Linked DNA regions of Mus musculus: region 1 is linked to region 2. Evidence: chromatin contacts called from public promoter capture Hi-C data. All regions are on one chromosome and are shown on one strand. Each heading gives the region's core, a stretch centred on a gene start, on an enhancer-like site or on the middle of the called end of the contact. The rest is flanking DNA. Distances are from core to core; before and after follow the strand shown.

Evidence for each region. Promoter capture Hi-C pulls out the DNA fragments that hold promoters and counts their contacts.
Region 1: a contact with region 2 is called in a promoter capture Hi-C map of liver, with 2.4 times the contacts expected there. The contact joins two enhancer-like sites. A contact is called at or near these places in 2 of 39 promoter capture datasets (liver and pre-B cells) and 1 of 115 datasets of contacts at active chromatin or transcription factors (pancreatic cancer cells).

Annotation. Positions count from the first base shown.
Region 1 is chr1:132,585,569-132,592,924 of GRCm38.p6, forward strand. It overlaps Nfasc (neurofascin), which reads right to left. Exons shown (of 30, transcript NM_182716.4): 25 at 2,506-2,742. Among named protein-coding and RNA genes, the nearest start is that of Gm51646, 41 kb to the left of the region's middle. Within about 2 kb of position 1,418, at least 27 of the 459 cell types and tissues checked have an H3K27ac peak or open chromatin away from gene starts, as enhancers often do. A contact at or near this core is called in liver, where this site is marked.
Region 2 is chr1:131,978,350-131,985,675 of GRCm38.p6, forward strand. It overlaps Slc45a3 (solute carrier family 45, member 3), which reads left to right. Exons shown (of 5, transcript NM_001177628.2): 4 at 399-664; 5 at 2,942-4,623. The coding sequence ends at 3,379. Among named protein-coding and RNA genes, the nearest start is that of Slc45a3, 19 kb to the left of the region's middle. Within about 2 kb of position 2,407, at least 21 of the 459 cell types and tissues checked have an H3K27ac peak or open chromatin away from gene starts, as enhancers often do. A contact at or near this core is called in liver, where this site is marked.

The DNA.
Region 1 (7,356 bases), core at 168-2,667, 610 kb after region 2:
TTAATTAGAATGCAAGGGGGCACTGTCACCAACTCAGTTGTCAAACATAAATGAATAGAGTGTATTGACGGTGCATTTATGCATTATCTATCTGCCATGTGACTGAGTCTGCAGGGCTGGGGAAGTGATAAAAGATTTTCTGATTTTCACTTCAAAGAAGTGTTTTTCCCCTACTGCAATCCTGTCAGGTTGCCCCAGGTGAACACAGTGTGTGTCAAGACACAGTGTGTGTCAAGAGAAGGGCCGAGAAAGGCAGCCTGCTGCCTAAGAGGGAGGGGGACAGGCTGCTTCTCTGCTCCATGGTCCATTTTGACCATCTTTATCCTCAGTCCGGGACTCTATACAATAGCATTTGCATCTACATTAAACGGTCTGACCCCCAAGGTAATACTGAGTCAGATCTGATGCCCTCAAAGGCAGTGAGGTTCAGGGTGCTCTTAGGAAAGGCCAAGTAGCTGTGGCAGTGACTGAGATGCTTGTCAAGCAAGCCTGTCAAACCGAGTTAGGATCCCCAAACCCAAACAGAAGCTGAATACAGAAACACAAGGGTCCGTCACTATAGACCAGGAGACCTGAGGCTGAAAGAATACGAATGTGAAGCTTGTAGGCCCTGTGTGTACAGCAGCAAACCACAAGAGACTGTCTCAAATAAGATGGAAAGCCAGCATCAACACTTAAGGCTGTTTCCTCTGATTGTCATGTATGTATCTATATTCATACACGCTAACGTGCATACACACACACACATTATATACACAGAGAAAAGAAAAACCCAAGCAGTGGGAGACCAAGATGATTCTGAGGTGGGGACCATACGGACAGGCCAGAACGATGACTGCTAAAGAACTGTGGTGTTCAAAGGGGAGGGGCCCAGAAGGTGAACTCTGGGGGGCTGGGAAGTTCAAAGGGAGGCCATGATCAGCACGCGCTGTTCCACCAGCTCCTGGCACATAAGAGCTAGGGAGCAGCACCCAAATCTAGAAAATGACACAAAGGATACCCTGCAAAAGGAGAAGTTATGAGACATTTTATGTGATGGTAGAAGACAAGACGAAGATGAAATTTCATTTAAAAGATTCCCTGGAAGCCAAGATACTTTCCGGTTGTCCCTAAACTCCCCATAAGACTGGGGCTGAGGCCAGGCCCTCTGTGGCTTCAGACAAGGCCTACACCTGGGCAGTGAGTCACGGGGTCACGGGGTCAGTCCTGCCTGCGGTAAGAATGATGTTTCTAGGTCAGGAACTGCCAGGGCGCAAGGTTCCACTGTTTCTGGATTCTTGGCTCAACTCTATGAATTGAAGCACTTTAAAGATTCAAAAAGCCATCCTCCGGTGAAAATCGCTCACTGTGCCCTAGAGGACAGTGACCCCCAAGCCGCTGACGGCAGCCTCGCCTGGGCTGACTTTGCCCCTAACCTCCATGTTTACACTCCAGTACTCCGCCTCTCAAGCAAATCAGGCTTTCCGCGGGCTGAGGGGCTCGGCTGTGACTCACCTGCCTCTGCCTACAGCTCACGTGACACCACAGAACTGAGCAACCGCTAACAGGACTGTCCAGCTTCCACCTGCATTCAGAGGCTAACAGGCAGGTGGGTGGGAGGCAGTGAGGCTGGGAGGTGGGAGGGACTTGCCCAAGAAGCAAAAGCCATGGAGGCTGGGGGTGGGGGTGGGGCGTCGAATGATTCTCCAGGAATGGGAGCATTCTGGATACTTCCTGGAAGTCTTTCCTGCTGCTTCAGGCTATTTTTATAGCTGCCTCCTGGGTGCCGGAAGTTAGGGACCCCCTACTCTTGTGATAATACAAGGTTGATGCTTGGGATTCAGAAATGGTTGGATTCTCCAAGGATCTTTTCATGCTCAAGGAGCAGAGCTGTGGAGCCCAGGGGCCCTAAAGCCATCCCTAGAACTCTGGCAGTTCCTCCTCCAAGGAGGAGTGCTTTAGGAGTGATAGAAAAGCGATGGAGCATCGTTAGGCCTGGGAACACCATCTCCTGCACGCTCTAACTATTAAAAAGAAATACCTGCAAGGAGTCCCTTGGGACTGGGGTGCAAGGAAGGGGCAGGGGTTCCAGACACATTGCCGCATGGTACAGCAGCCACTCCCTGCTCCTCCTCCTCCTCCTGGTCTTTGTCCCTAGAGGTGGACAGACGTGGTGTAGCCAGCAACTGGCCAGGCACACAGCCATTAGAACCTTCCCCTCTCACCACTTCTCTTCTTGAGTACCCATCCCTGGCTGGCTACTTGGCATATGCTTGGGATGCTCTCTGAGAAGCCCAGAGCCCTGTGGAAGATCTGATTAGCATTAAGGAGTCCTGGGTGGTGAGTGACCACCTGTGTGTGCTCAGGACAGGGTCTTTGGGCCTGGTTTGCAATGTAAAACATGGCAGGGCTGGGTTGGTAATTGCCACTCCAAAGCCCATTGCTCAGCCAGGGAAATCTGGGTTTGTCTGGAGAAGCTGGGAGGTGGACTCAGAAGGGGTCAGGAGCATGGGCAGTGCACAATACCGGTTTCGTGAATCTTAGTCCCAGCAGTGGTAGTGGGAGGGCTCTCCGTAGTGGTGGTGGTGGTGGTGGCGGCAGTGGTTGTAGTAGTTGTGGCAATGGTGGTGGCGACGGTGGTAGGTACGACGGTTGGAATGATGGGAACTGTTGTGGCTTCACTGGTGGCAGCAAGGGCAGTAGCATCAGTACTGCTCACAAGGCCTGTGGTACCCACAGTAGTCGGGGGCAACGTGGGAGGAGCTAAGAGGGAAGTGTGAAACAACCGAGTCTGGTTGGTCTGGTAGCACACAGCTAGTACATCTGGCCCCCACGTGCAAGGCAGGCAGCCCAGTGGTGAGATGGGCTCAGAAGTCAGAAGCCCCCCCCCCCCCCCCAAGCATCCGCACTGGTCCAGAAGGACCTCAGCAACCAACATACAGCCATGGGTGAGGAAGAGAATGAAGCTGGTGTGTGGTTCATTTTCTTCTCATGGTCTGTGTAGCTTTAAGCACCCAGCATGCATTCAACCAGGAACCAGGAGAGTGGTCAAAGGACACACACACTAAACCATTTGAACCCCGGGGATGGCACAAACTGTGGGCCACATACCACCTACAAAGTCTCAGAAATATCAGACGGGTCCAGCCCTGGAGCCTTAGCTCAGAGGAGTGGTGGGCAGGAGTCTGGGCTCTGTCCTCCAGGGACTCGGAGCAGGCAACCACTCCCAGTTCTTCACTCTTAATTTTCCGCCCACCCCATCGTCTCTGTGGTTTCTGTCCCCCTCCCCTACCTCTCCCTTCTTTGCCTACTGATGGCTTCCCCAATCCCCAACATAAACTTGCCTTTCTGTCCACAGACCCTGAGTCCTTCCTGTTCATATTCAAACCCAGAATGGATGACAGTGTGGCCTGTGATGGGCAACCTTAGCCTCCCAGCCACAGAAAGGCATGGAAACTGCAGGACGAAAGAGCTGAGTGCCAGCTCCCTCTCTGTGGAAATCTCCAGAGAGGCTCAGCCAGGCTCTTATCTGGGCTGACTGCTCCTGCTCCACCTCCATCTAAAGAGGCCCTGGGCCTAGTCCACAAACTCGGCCACCTTTTCATAGAGTTCTTCTATTGAACAGAACAGGGAAGCTAGTGAGGGTCTTCTCCTTGTTCTCCAGATCAGTCTTTGTTGGGACTAACAGTATGAGGATGACCAGGCAAACGAGAGAGAGCAGAGCGGTATCCCTTACTGCTTCACTGCTAATGATCTGACCACTGTCTACCTTCTCTGGTGGTGTTAGCAGTAGGCAGAGACTAAGACATAAACAGTAACCCTATCTTTGGAGACATAGTGACATGCTATTCTGCCTCAAATCTCCTAAGACCCTGATAAATAATATCCCCTGCATCTCCCATCCTCACAGAAGAGGGCAAGGCCAGGGATGGAAGCCAGAGGACTTTCCCCAGGAGAATCAGCCTCCCGAGTCTAAGACGTTTCAATCAGAACGTGACTTATTTTACTTCCATGGGCCTCTGTGGTTATAAGTCCTATAGGGAAGAAGGGCGCATTTCCAAGGTCCCTGAAGCATCCCTACATATAAAAGCAGAGCTATTGCTGAGCCCTAAGTGTGGGGACTAGATGACCATCCATTATGTCTCAGAGAATCCAAGGGAAGTCCAAAGTCAGTAACAGTGTAGTCCCCAAACCCCAGTCGACTTCAGGCATCAAGAAAGTACCAGGAGGATCTGGTAGGGCACGGCAGGGAGCAGGAGAGAAACCTCCCTGTCATTGTTTTTCCAGGGTTCAAACCCAAGGAAGCCCTAGGCCAGAGAGTCAGCTCAGTGCTCTTAACGCTCTGCATGAAGCTCTTGGCTTATCCTACTCATTAGCATGCCCGTGGAAGCATGAATTCACAAGTAGACACTGCAGAGATAAGTATGAAAGTACTAAGTAGACAAGCAGAGACACTATGAGGTGAAGCTCAGTTGTCTCGGGGCTGGGTCTGTATCCACCATGACCATAACCACAAGTGAGACAGAGGAAGAGGTTTTGTTCCTCTGGATAAGACAGTTCTCACTTAGTTCTTTATGAATAATGCATCTTCTAGTACTTTCTGGGAGATGAGAGGTTCACAAGGTCCTGGTTTTTTTTTTTTTTTTGACTATTTAAATGGTGTCATGAGAAAATACTCCTCATAACTTAGGTCACTGCCCCGCCCTGTCATAGAGTCCGGGAACCTGGGTTCCTTTCCTTCAGGTACAGAGGCTGTACATTTTCCAGGGCCCATGAATCCAAGTCCATTTTCCTCAATGGTCTCCTATGACCACTGGTCCTTTAACATACAGGGACATATACTCACATCTCCCTTAGTCCCTCTGTATCACATGCTTTCCAGGGCATTTCAGCAAGTGCCCTTGGGACAGATATGATGAGAGGTTGGACTAGGTTTTGAACTTTGTTCAGCAGCTTGAAGATAAGGGCGAGAAGCGACCATGTGGATGCTTCCAGCCACATCCCCCTCCTCTGACAGCCACTCCTACCACGTATAAAGGAAGGCATTCTCTGTGGTGATAGTTCCTGGGTTCTTCCCCTGGGGCTGTGGCAAGCTTCAGAGTATAAGTGAGAAGGGGAAATGGGGAGAGAGGGTGGGAGCTACTGGAAGCCCCCAGGTGTGCCCCCCAGTGAAGTTCCGTAAAGAGTAGACCTCCAGAGGCCACAGCTGGTGAATCAGCATGCCCTCGACCCACTCATTGCTATGTCTGTTATTCCCAGGCTGGAGGGCCACAGGATACAGGGAGGGCAAAGCCAAGAGGAAAGGCACCACAGCTGGAGAGAGAATCAGCCAAAGCGTCTGACGGGCAGGCAGGAAGGGCATGAGCTTTTCACAAGGGAACTATGTATTGCTCAGGCCTGTCAGAGCATTTCAACCTGGGACTGAGTTAGGGAGAGGATGGAAGACTGATGAGCCCTGAAGAGGGGCTGGCATTAACAGAGGGGGTCACAGGTTAGGTAGATATATTCCTGGGTTAGAAGTTGTAGCCACACAGGAACTATGAGTGTGGGAAAAGCCCTGGCTGGTACTGATTGGCAATCAACAGCTGGCCAGCAACCTAGAGAGAGCCATGAATGTCCAGTACCAAAGATGGTTTAGGGAAGCCTAGATCTGGAAGCTGAGAGTCTGCCAATATAGGGAAGGCTAACCCTATAGACTGTCTTAGTCCCCAAGAAAGACACACAATTAAGGACTTGAGCGTTTGGGGGAGTATCGTGTAGAGATGGAGAGACGACACATCTTGTTCATTTTCACGTTGTCCTAAACCCGCCACAGAGCTTCTTCTATCAGCAACCCACCCAACCTTCACAGCTCTGAGCTGAGTCAAAGACAAGAACAGCTTCCAGGCATTCCAAGATGGAATGTTCGGTCCAAGATCGTCCACATGGCACGAAGACTACCCCAGCCAAGTCACAGACTGTTAGACAGATGGGTAGCAATCCTAGCAGACTGAAGATACAGGTGGATGAGAGGGATTATTTTCGCCGGGCGATAGAAGAACTGATCAATTTGGGGGGAAGTGACGAGGTTTGGTGAGGATGAGAAGGAAGAGGGTGGAGGGCTGGACACCACTCCCTTTGAATAGACCCAAGCTCTACTGGCCCCAGAAGGTGTTGTGCACGCAAAGCTGACAACATCTGATATAACTGGCATGTCTCAGTTACCCAAAAGTACAATCTGCCCTTCCCGTGTGTCATGTGGAAGTTGGTGCCTGGAAAACACACTTGATTGACAGCAAAGACCCAGGGCCCATCCTGCACAGCATGCTGAGTTTAGATCGTTTAAAATTGGAAGGAAGACATGGAGGGGGAGTTGGAATGACACGTCTCCTTGCAACTGCAGCTCACAGGAGGGCTGCACAGACTGCCCTCTGAACACGGCAGACTTCTTACTGCTGGATCCTCTACACTGGGTCTGGAGTGCCCAATGAGGAAGGAGACAGGAAAAATGCTTGACCAATGAATGAGCTTTGAGTGGACTCACCCCAAGTACCTGTTGTCTCCACTGGGGAAGAGACTCACACATGAGCCAGGAAGACAGGGTGACCCTCCCTCTAGCATGGCAAGAATTGTTTGCTCTGTGGTCCCCAGGCCTTGGACAACTTCTGTGACTCACATCCTGGAAGAGGGCTGGTGGGAGGAAGCACTGGCCTAGCTGGCTGGCCTGGTTACTGGGTAGGAGGCTGAGGTAGGGAAGACTGGTAGTTTCTTAATACTGGCGGATCTGGCTGGCAAAACATGAAACCATAAGGGGGTATGCAACAGAAGCAGAATCAATGTAGGAAGCAGTGGGCGGAAATAAACGGGTGTTGGTAGGAAGCAAACCAAGTGAGCTAGGAAATACAGAGCAAGCTCGGATTCCTGCCTGGTTCTTGATTCTCTCACCTAAAGGTGTGTCTTAACAAAACTTGTTTCTTTATGCAGGCTCTCGTGTACCCTGGAATGCCCTCATCTCCTAACTTGTGGGAAAATCCAAGCTCAGAGGACTAGGAAAGGAACCCAGGCAGCCCTTGCCTAGTTTCTCTGGCTTGAGGGCAGCCCTTGGTAGAGCTTTGATGGCCCTCAAACCAACAGCATGAAGACTGGAGGAGAAACTTGTTAGCAGGTTGGCTTTTGTCACAGACCCACCTGGCCAGCTCCTGACCCCAAAGGAGGGGGTCTGTCTCCATACCAAATACTGAGGAGCTGAGTTCCTGGAGTCAAGACCATCAATCCCTGACACACATTGAGGCTCCAGGCTCTGGAGCCCTGGTCTCACTCAGAGACGTGCTTGCTTATTCTCACTGAATGGAACATACGCTAGCTGGTGGAATGGCGCTGGGTCCCCCCATGCAGCAT
Region 2 (7,326 bases), core at 1,157-3,656:
CTATATGCAGTAGCTCATGAACACTGCTGCTGCTGTCTTGGTGACTCAGTAGGGCTTCTAGGTCTATGTGGCTCCAGTTCCATTGGGTCCTGTGCTCCCTGCTTGCTTTCCAGTAACTCACCATGCCTTCTAGTTCAGCATTCCACAGAACTGTCTTAGAGCCAGTGTGGGGGCTGTTTTGTGATCCCCCCACCCTTACATACCTTGTACTTCTTCCCTGGAACATCTTCCTCTGCCCTTTGTCAACAGCCCTGGTCACCTTCACTAATTACAATCTAGATGCTGTCGTCCTTGCAGGCAGGTGGGGAGGGCCCCAGGGAGCAGATGCCCATGGCTACTAGTCTCTAGCTCCCCCTAGATTGTGTAGGGTCCTTACCCCACTTCTTCCCTACCTCCAGGCATTCGAATGGGCAGCCTGGGGCTCTTCCTGCAGTGTGCCATCTCCCTGGTCTTCTCCCTGGTCATGGACAGGCTGGTACAGAAGTTCGGCACACGGTCAGTCTATCTGGCCAGTGTGATGACCTTTCCTGTGGCTGCCGCTGCCACCTGCCTGTCCCACAGCGTGGTGGTAGTGACAGCCTCAGCTGCCCTCACCGGGTTCACCTTCTCGGCCTTGCAGATCCTGCCTTACACGCTCGCCTCCCTCTACCACCGTGAGAAGCAGGTACTCCCATTGGCTAGTACAGGGTGGGGGCGGCCTGAGTATGTGGCGTCTGACAAGTGATGTTGGAAAAGACTTGGATCTCTCTGACCAGAGAGGACAGCTGGGGCCAGAGGCTACAGCCGCTGAAGAAGGGTAGATTCTAGGAATGACTTCCTGGCTTTAGAACTAGAAAGCACTTGAGTGGATGATTGCAGGAAGTGCTGAGTCCCTCACTAGGAATCTTGAACAATAAGCATACAGCGGAAGTCCTTTATTCTGGGCTGTATTATTATATCCAGAGGTAGAGTGTGGGTCCCTGGCGTGTGGCTGTGGCAGGTGGCAGTGGAAATGGCCTGGCCTTAGCTAATCTTTGCTAAGAGAGGCAATGTGATGGATCTGTATCCTGCTTGCTGCAAGATGGCGGAGGCTTCTTTCTTCCTGCCCCTCTTTCTAGTTTACCTTCTAATCCTCTGTGTCTCTCTGTCCCCCACCCACCCACTCCTCTCCCTGCTTTCCTCCTTTGCATCCATCCTTTTCCTCAATCCCTTCAGTGCATATCTGAGCCTGACATACTAACTTCGTTTACCTGAGCTTAATAAGCTGGGGAGGGGGAGGAGAGGCCGGGGCGCTGGCACCTTAATCCACACTAACCAGTTCCTGCAGAAGGCCCTCTTCCTTGGCAGGCTTCCTGACTTAGACAGCGTGCTCACCCTGTCTCCAGCACTGTCCTCCCTGAGCTTTAAGGACCTGGATTCAGAACTCCATCAGAAGAAGCACAAGTTGGTGTAGCTTAGGGAAGAGACCACAGGCCTTCCCCTTCTAGAGTTTTCAGAGTTAGGAAAGACCTGGCCCTGGCCCACAGCTTGTTCAGCAGTAATTTGCAGGGGTGTGGTGGGGGGTGGGCTGGTAATGGGAACCTGGTCCTTCCTGTTGACTCTTTTTTTTTTTAAAGATTTATTTATTTATTATATGTAAGTACACTGTAGCTGTCTTCAGACACACCAGAAGAGGGCATCAGATCTCGTTATGGATGGTTGTGAGCCACCATGTGGTTGCTGGGATTTGAACTCTGGATCTTTGGAAGAGCAGTCGGGTACTCTTACCCATTGAGCCATCTCACCAGCCCTGTTGACTCTTATGGAGCTCTGGGCTGGGGCTTTAAAAGCTGCTGTCCAAAGATGAGGCTTGAGCACCTGTGGTTATACCAGGAGTAGCCTTCCTCTCTGTACTGAGGAACATGTCTGTCCTGGGGACCTTTCTAGTAGCCAGCCTTAGTGGCCTTTCCTTGGATGGCAGGCAGGAATAAAAGGGTCTATAGCAGTAGCTGGGGACAGGCTTGGTCCTGCATACTGTCCAACTGTCCTTTGCCACTTCCTGAGTTATGGGATGAGCTGATGAGTTGTGGGTTTCTCTGGTACTGCCTGGGAGCTTCCAGCTCTCTGTTGCAACCAGCTTCATCAGCCTTCTGTGTTAGACACCGCCTGGCACAGGGACCAGTATGGGGTAAAACCTTGTCTTGTTATTCAGTAGGAAGCCCCAGGCCATTGGGGCTTAGGGTTGGTGGAGGGGGGTGGTGACCCTACAGGCATGTGTTCTCTAGTCCCTGGCAGCCTACAGGAAGAAATTGAAAAATGTCAGGGTCAGGCAGCTGGGCTGTGGAGGTCAACAAGAAAAAAAAAAAGTTCTCCCTGCTGCCTCTCCCTTTTGTAGGCCCAATTACTGGGCTCTCCCTGGCCAAAGGCAAAGGCCAAGGCAGTGACCTCGTGTTGAACAGTTATCTCTAGCAGGCCTGGATCCTAGAGGGGCAGGACAGTGAAGACTTCCCTATGGCCCAGTGGAAGGAAGGGTGTGCAGGGGGTTGAGGTAGTCCCTGTGGAACTTGGGACCTCGAAAGCACCTCCTTTGTTTGTTTGTTTGTTTGTTTGTTTTTGTTTCCCCCTCTGTTCTTCTGTCTCTATTCTGTCTCAGTTTCCTATCTTTTCTAGAGGGCTCTGCACTTTTCTCAATCTGTGGATCTGAGTTGACTGACTCCTTGTGTATTCTAAGAAAAGCTAGAATAGACTTCAGGCTGTTTCCCCAACCATGTTAAGGGGGTGGGGGGTGGGGGTGGAGAGTCTGCTTGGAATCCACACCAAGTAGCACCTCCTTAGGTTTTGGATTTTTTTCCCCCCCCTGAAAGCCAGTTGCCTGGTTTCCTATAGCCCCTGATTAGAGGCAGTGAGGGCCTGTTGTCATATACGGGAATCCCCGCACCTGAATACACACCTGTCTTTGTTTCCTTTTTATCCCCACCCTCAGGTGTTCCTGCCCAAATACCGAGGGGACGCTGGAGGTAGCAGCGGTGAGGACAGCCAGACAACCAGCTTCTTGCCAGGCCCTAAGCCAGGAGCTCTCTTCCCCAATGGACACGTGGGCTCTGGCAGCAGCGGCATCCTGGCCCCTCCACCTGCACTCTGTGGGGCCTCTGCCTGCGATGTCTCCATGCGAGTGGTGGTGGGTGAGCCACCTGAGGCCAGGGTTGTTACGGGACGGGGCATTTGCCTGGACCTGGCCATTCTGGACAGTGCCTTTCTGCTGTCCCAGGTGGCTCCGTCCCTGTTCATGGGCTCCATTGTCCAGCTGAGCCACTCTGTCACTGCCTATATGGTATCAGCTGCAGGCTTGGGTCTGGTCGCCATTTACTTTGCTACACAGGTAGTGTTTGACAAGAACGACTTGGCCAAATACTCAGTGTAGAATTGTGTAAGGCATCAAAGAGAGGGTCTGCCTCATGGGTTCTCAGCCCTTAGAGGGCTGCAGAGCTGGCCTCTCCAGGTCTTTGTCGCCTAAGTGGCTCTCTGCTGCCACCCTAAGGCAGTGAGGTGTATTGTTGCACAGATAGGAGCCAGAGCTTTCGGGGCTCTGGCTTCAGAGTCTGGCTGGCCTACTGGCAGCCTCTCGCATGGAAGTCATTCTGAAGTTCTGCAGGGATTGAAATGTGGTCTGTTCAGGTGTCCTGTATCAAGGCTCCAGGTTAACAGCTAACCTCCTGCTTAAGTCACCAGAGGGAGGATTTGGGGGACCTGAACAAACTTCCCTCCAAGTCCCTTGACCAGATTCTGCCACTGTTGCTCTTGCATGGGAGTTTCTTGTAGGATGCTCTCCTCCACAGGGTTTGGCAGGGTGGAAGTTGGAAGGAGGAACCCTAGCAGGCAAGATGAAACCCCGTGATCTACAGCACTGCCTTTCTGCTGAGTCTCCCACCCCCCACTTGTTTCAGGAAATGGCTCAGCTTGTTGGCCACAGAGACACAGGCCTTTAAATATTTAATTTATTATTTATTTAACAAATGAGAAGAAAATTCATTCCCAGCCTTTTTATGTTGTGCCTAGGAGTTGAGTAGGGTGGGATTCCCCAAAACTGGGTCCCCTAAAATAGCTGGTCACTGTGTTAGATATTGCCAGACTCCTCTTCTGGGGTGATAGATATGGTCCCCCAAACTGCTCAGCCCAGTACCTCGGGCAATCTCTTCATCCTAATTGAGAGCCATAAGATGTTCCTGCTCAAGGATTGGGACCCAAGGTCTCCACAGCATACCAAATCCCAATTCTCTCTTGACCCAGTTTGGTTCCCTGATTGCCCACTTCTCCCTATGGGAAAGGACTGTGAAGAGATTGCCCTTCCAAGTCTGTCCCCTGGCTCCAGGACCTCTCTATGGGGCTTTCTGAATCCTAAGCACAAATGTGGTTCCTTAGGCTTCTGCCCATCTCAGCCTCTGGGGCATATCTGTCACAGCCTGGGGAATCTCACACAAACTCAGGAGTACTCCCCGCCAGAGCCAGTGAGCTCATCACGTCGAGGGGGATTTCAGTGCTGATTGCAATAATGTTATCTATGTCTTATTTATTTAGCAGAGTAAATATTTTATACCGTATGTGATAAATCAGAGTATAATGTTTATGGTGATGAAATTAAAAGCTTCGTATATGTTTACTTGATATGTGTTTGTCTTTTCTGTATGAGGAGGAGGCCATTCTAAAATCAGCCTCACTCTGTTCCTGGGGGACTCTTAGCTTTGGCAGCGTCAGTTCCCATGTGTGGCCAGCAGGTGGAGCCATGGGCCAGGTACAGGCATAGGGACTGAAGGTAGAGACAGGAAGAGTCTTAAGTGCAACACTGTGCAGTTTTCTGCTTCTCCAGGGGTCACTGAAGATGGAGCGTTCACAGTGAGGACAGTTGGCGTGTGGAGGCAGGATTTCAGTAGTTGCCATGGCAACGTTCTTTCACATCATACCCTCACCTGGTCCAGCTCAGTCCTTCCTGCCTTGCCCTCTCTCTGAGCTCTCCAACCCAGACATTCCTGCCCCTGACATTCTAGAGTGGTCAGCACAGTTAATACCCACACGAGGGCTCGTTTTACTTTTGAAAAGGTTTCTATGGGACTGGAGAAGATGGCTCAATGGTCAGTGCGTACTATTCTTGCAGAGGACCCAAGCTCAGCTCCCAGCACCTGTACCAGGCGGCTCAAAACTGCCTGTAACTCCAGTCCCAAGTGATCTGATGACCCTCAGACTTCATCATACAGACATACACATAAATGACAATAAAATATTACAAAACAAAGTCCTCTGTATTATCTAACTTTATTGTGAAAATTGTCAAACAGTATGTGTGGTATAACCAGACCCCGGCTTCGCAACTCAAAAATCGGTTCCTTTCCAGGGGTTAGTTCTTAAAATTCTCTGCTATGCCATTTTATTTCACTTGTAAAACTTTGGTATGTAGCTCCAAGAGAAGTATTCTGGGTGGGGAGATTGCTCAGTGGCTAAGAGCATTTGCTGCTCTTCCAGAAAACCGGAGTTCTGTGCCCAGCATTCACAAGTTCTTGTCATTCCAACTCTAGGGGGCTGAACACCCTCTTTCTGCCTCTGCACACACACACACACACACACACACGCACACACACACACTCAAACACCACAGTTTAAAAGAAGACTGTTTAATTACTTGCCTGTATGCCATGTTATCTAATGGAGCATAGGGTAATTAATTATTCAGGTCATGTACAGCTAGCTGCCAAAGGAGAGTGAGTGTCAGTGCTGCTTGGTGTGGTGGTTTGAATAAGAGTGGCCCCTCTAGGCTCATATACTCAAATGCTTGGTCATCATGGAATGGCACTACTTGGAAAGAGTAGGAGGTGTGTGTGGCCTTGTTGGAGGAAGTGTGTCACTGGGGGTGGGGGTGAGGAGGGCTTTGGGGTCTCCAAAGCTCAAGCCAAGTCCAGTGTTGTTCTCTTCCTGCTGCCTACAGATCCAGATGTAGAACTCTCAGTTCCTCCTCCATCATTATGTCTGCCTGCATGCTGCCATGCTTCCTGCCATGATGATAATGGACTAAACCTCTGAAGCTGTAAGCCAGCCCCAATTAAATGTTTTCCTTTATAAGAGTTGTTATGGTCATGGAGTCTCTTCACAGCAATAAACACTGATAGTTGGTTTAAAACAGGCCCTAGTTTATATACATTACCTCTAGTTGCTTTGCTAAATTGTTTCCTGCATTCCTGGGTGTCTGTCCCCCTTTTTATTATTTTTAGCCTGCCATTTAAGAGTCCTGGGATTTTTCTGAAGTGTTGCCCACACTCCATATTGGCCTGGCTGTTTCCTCAGGTCTGCTTAAGATGGTCCTCTTTTTTCTTTTTGTGGTGCTGGGAATTGAACCCAGGGCCTTGGGTATTCTGGTGAGTGCTCTATCACTGTGCTATGCCCCCAGCCTTAAGGTACTCCTCCCGCACCCCCATAGGCTGCCAATAAGATAGAGGCTTGGCTAGACTCAGGGTTTATTTTGGTAAGACTGTATCACAGGTGGTCCTTTCTGTAAGCATCCTTCATAGGTATAAAATGTCTTCCTGCCCTATGTTTTGTTTTTCTGGTGTGTGTGTGTGTGTGTTTAGAGTTTCCCACCAACCTTCCATCTAAGCCACTGGAGATTATTGCCAAGGTCTCCTCCCCTCCCCTCCCCTCCCCTCCCTTTCCTTTCCCTTTTCTTTTTTTTTTTTTTTTTTTTTTAAAGATTTATTTATTACATGTGAGTACACTGTAGCTGTCTTCAGACACACCAGAAGAGGGCATCAGATCTCTTTACGGATGGTTGTGAGCCACCATGTGGTTGCTGGGATTTGAACTCTGGACCTTTGGAAGAGCAGTCGGGTGCTCTTACCCACTGAGCCATCTCACCAGCCCCCACCTTTCCCTTTTCTTTCTTTCTAAGATTTGTTTGTTTTATGTATATGAGTACACTGTCTCTATCCTCAGACACCCCAAAGAGGTTTTCAGGTTTCATTACAGATGGTTGTGAGCCACCATGTGGTTGCTGGGAGTTGAACTCAGGTCCTCTGGAAGAGCAGTCAGTGCTCTTAACCACTGAGCCATCTCTCCAACTTCAAGGGTCTCGTTTCTTCAGATGTGAAATTACACCCTTCAACCTCTCTCAGTGTCTGTCTCTATTTTTCACTCTTATATTTTGTCCCCCCCCCCTTCTCTCTATAGCCCTGACTGGCCAGGATCGTGCTCCATAAACCAGCTCAAAGATCCATCTGCCGCTGCCTCCTTAGTGCTGGGATTGAAGGGGTGTGCTACCACTGCCTGGCATATCTCTAAAAGAGAGAATCTTTTTTTTTTTTTTAACTTGTTTATTTATTATATGTA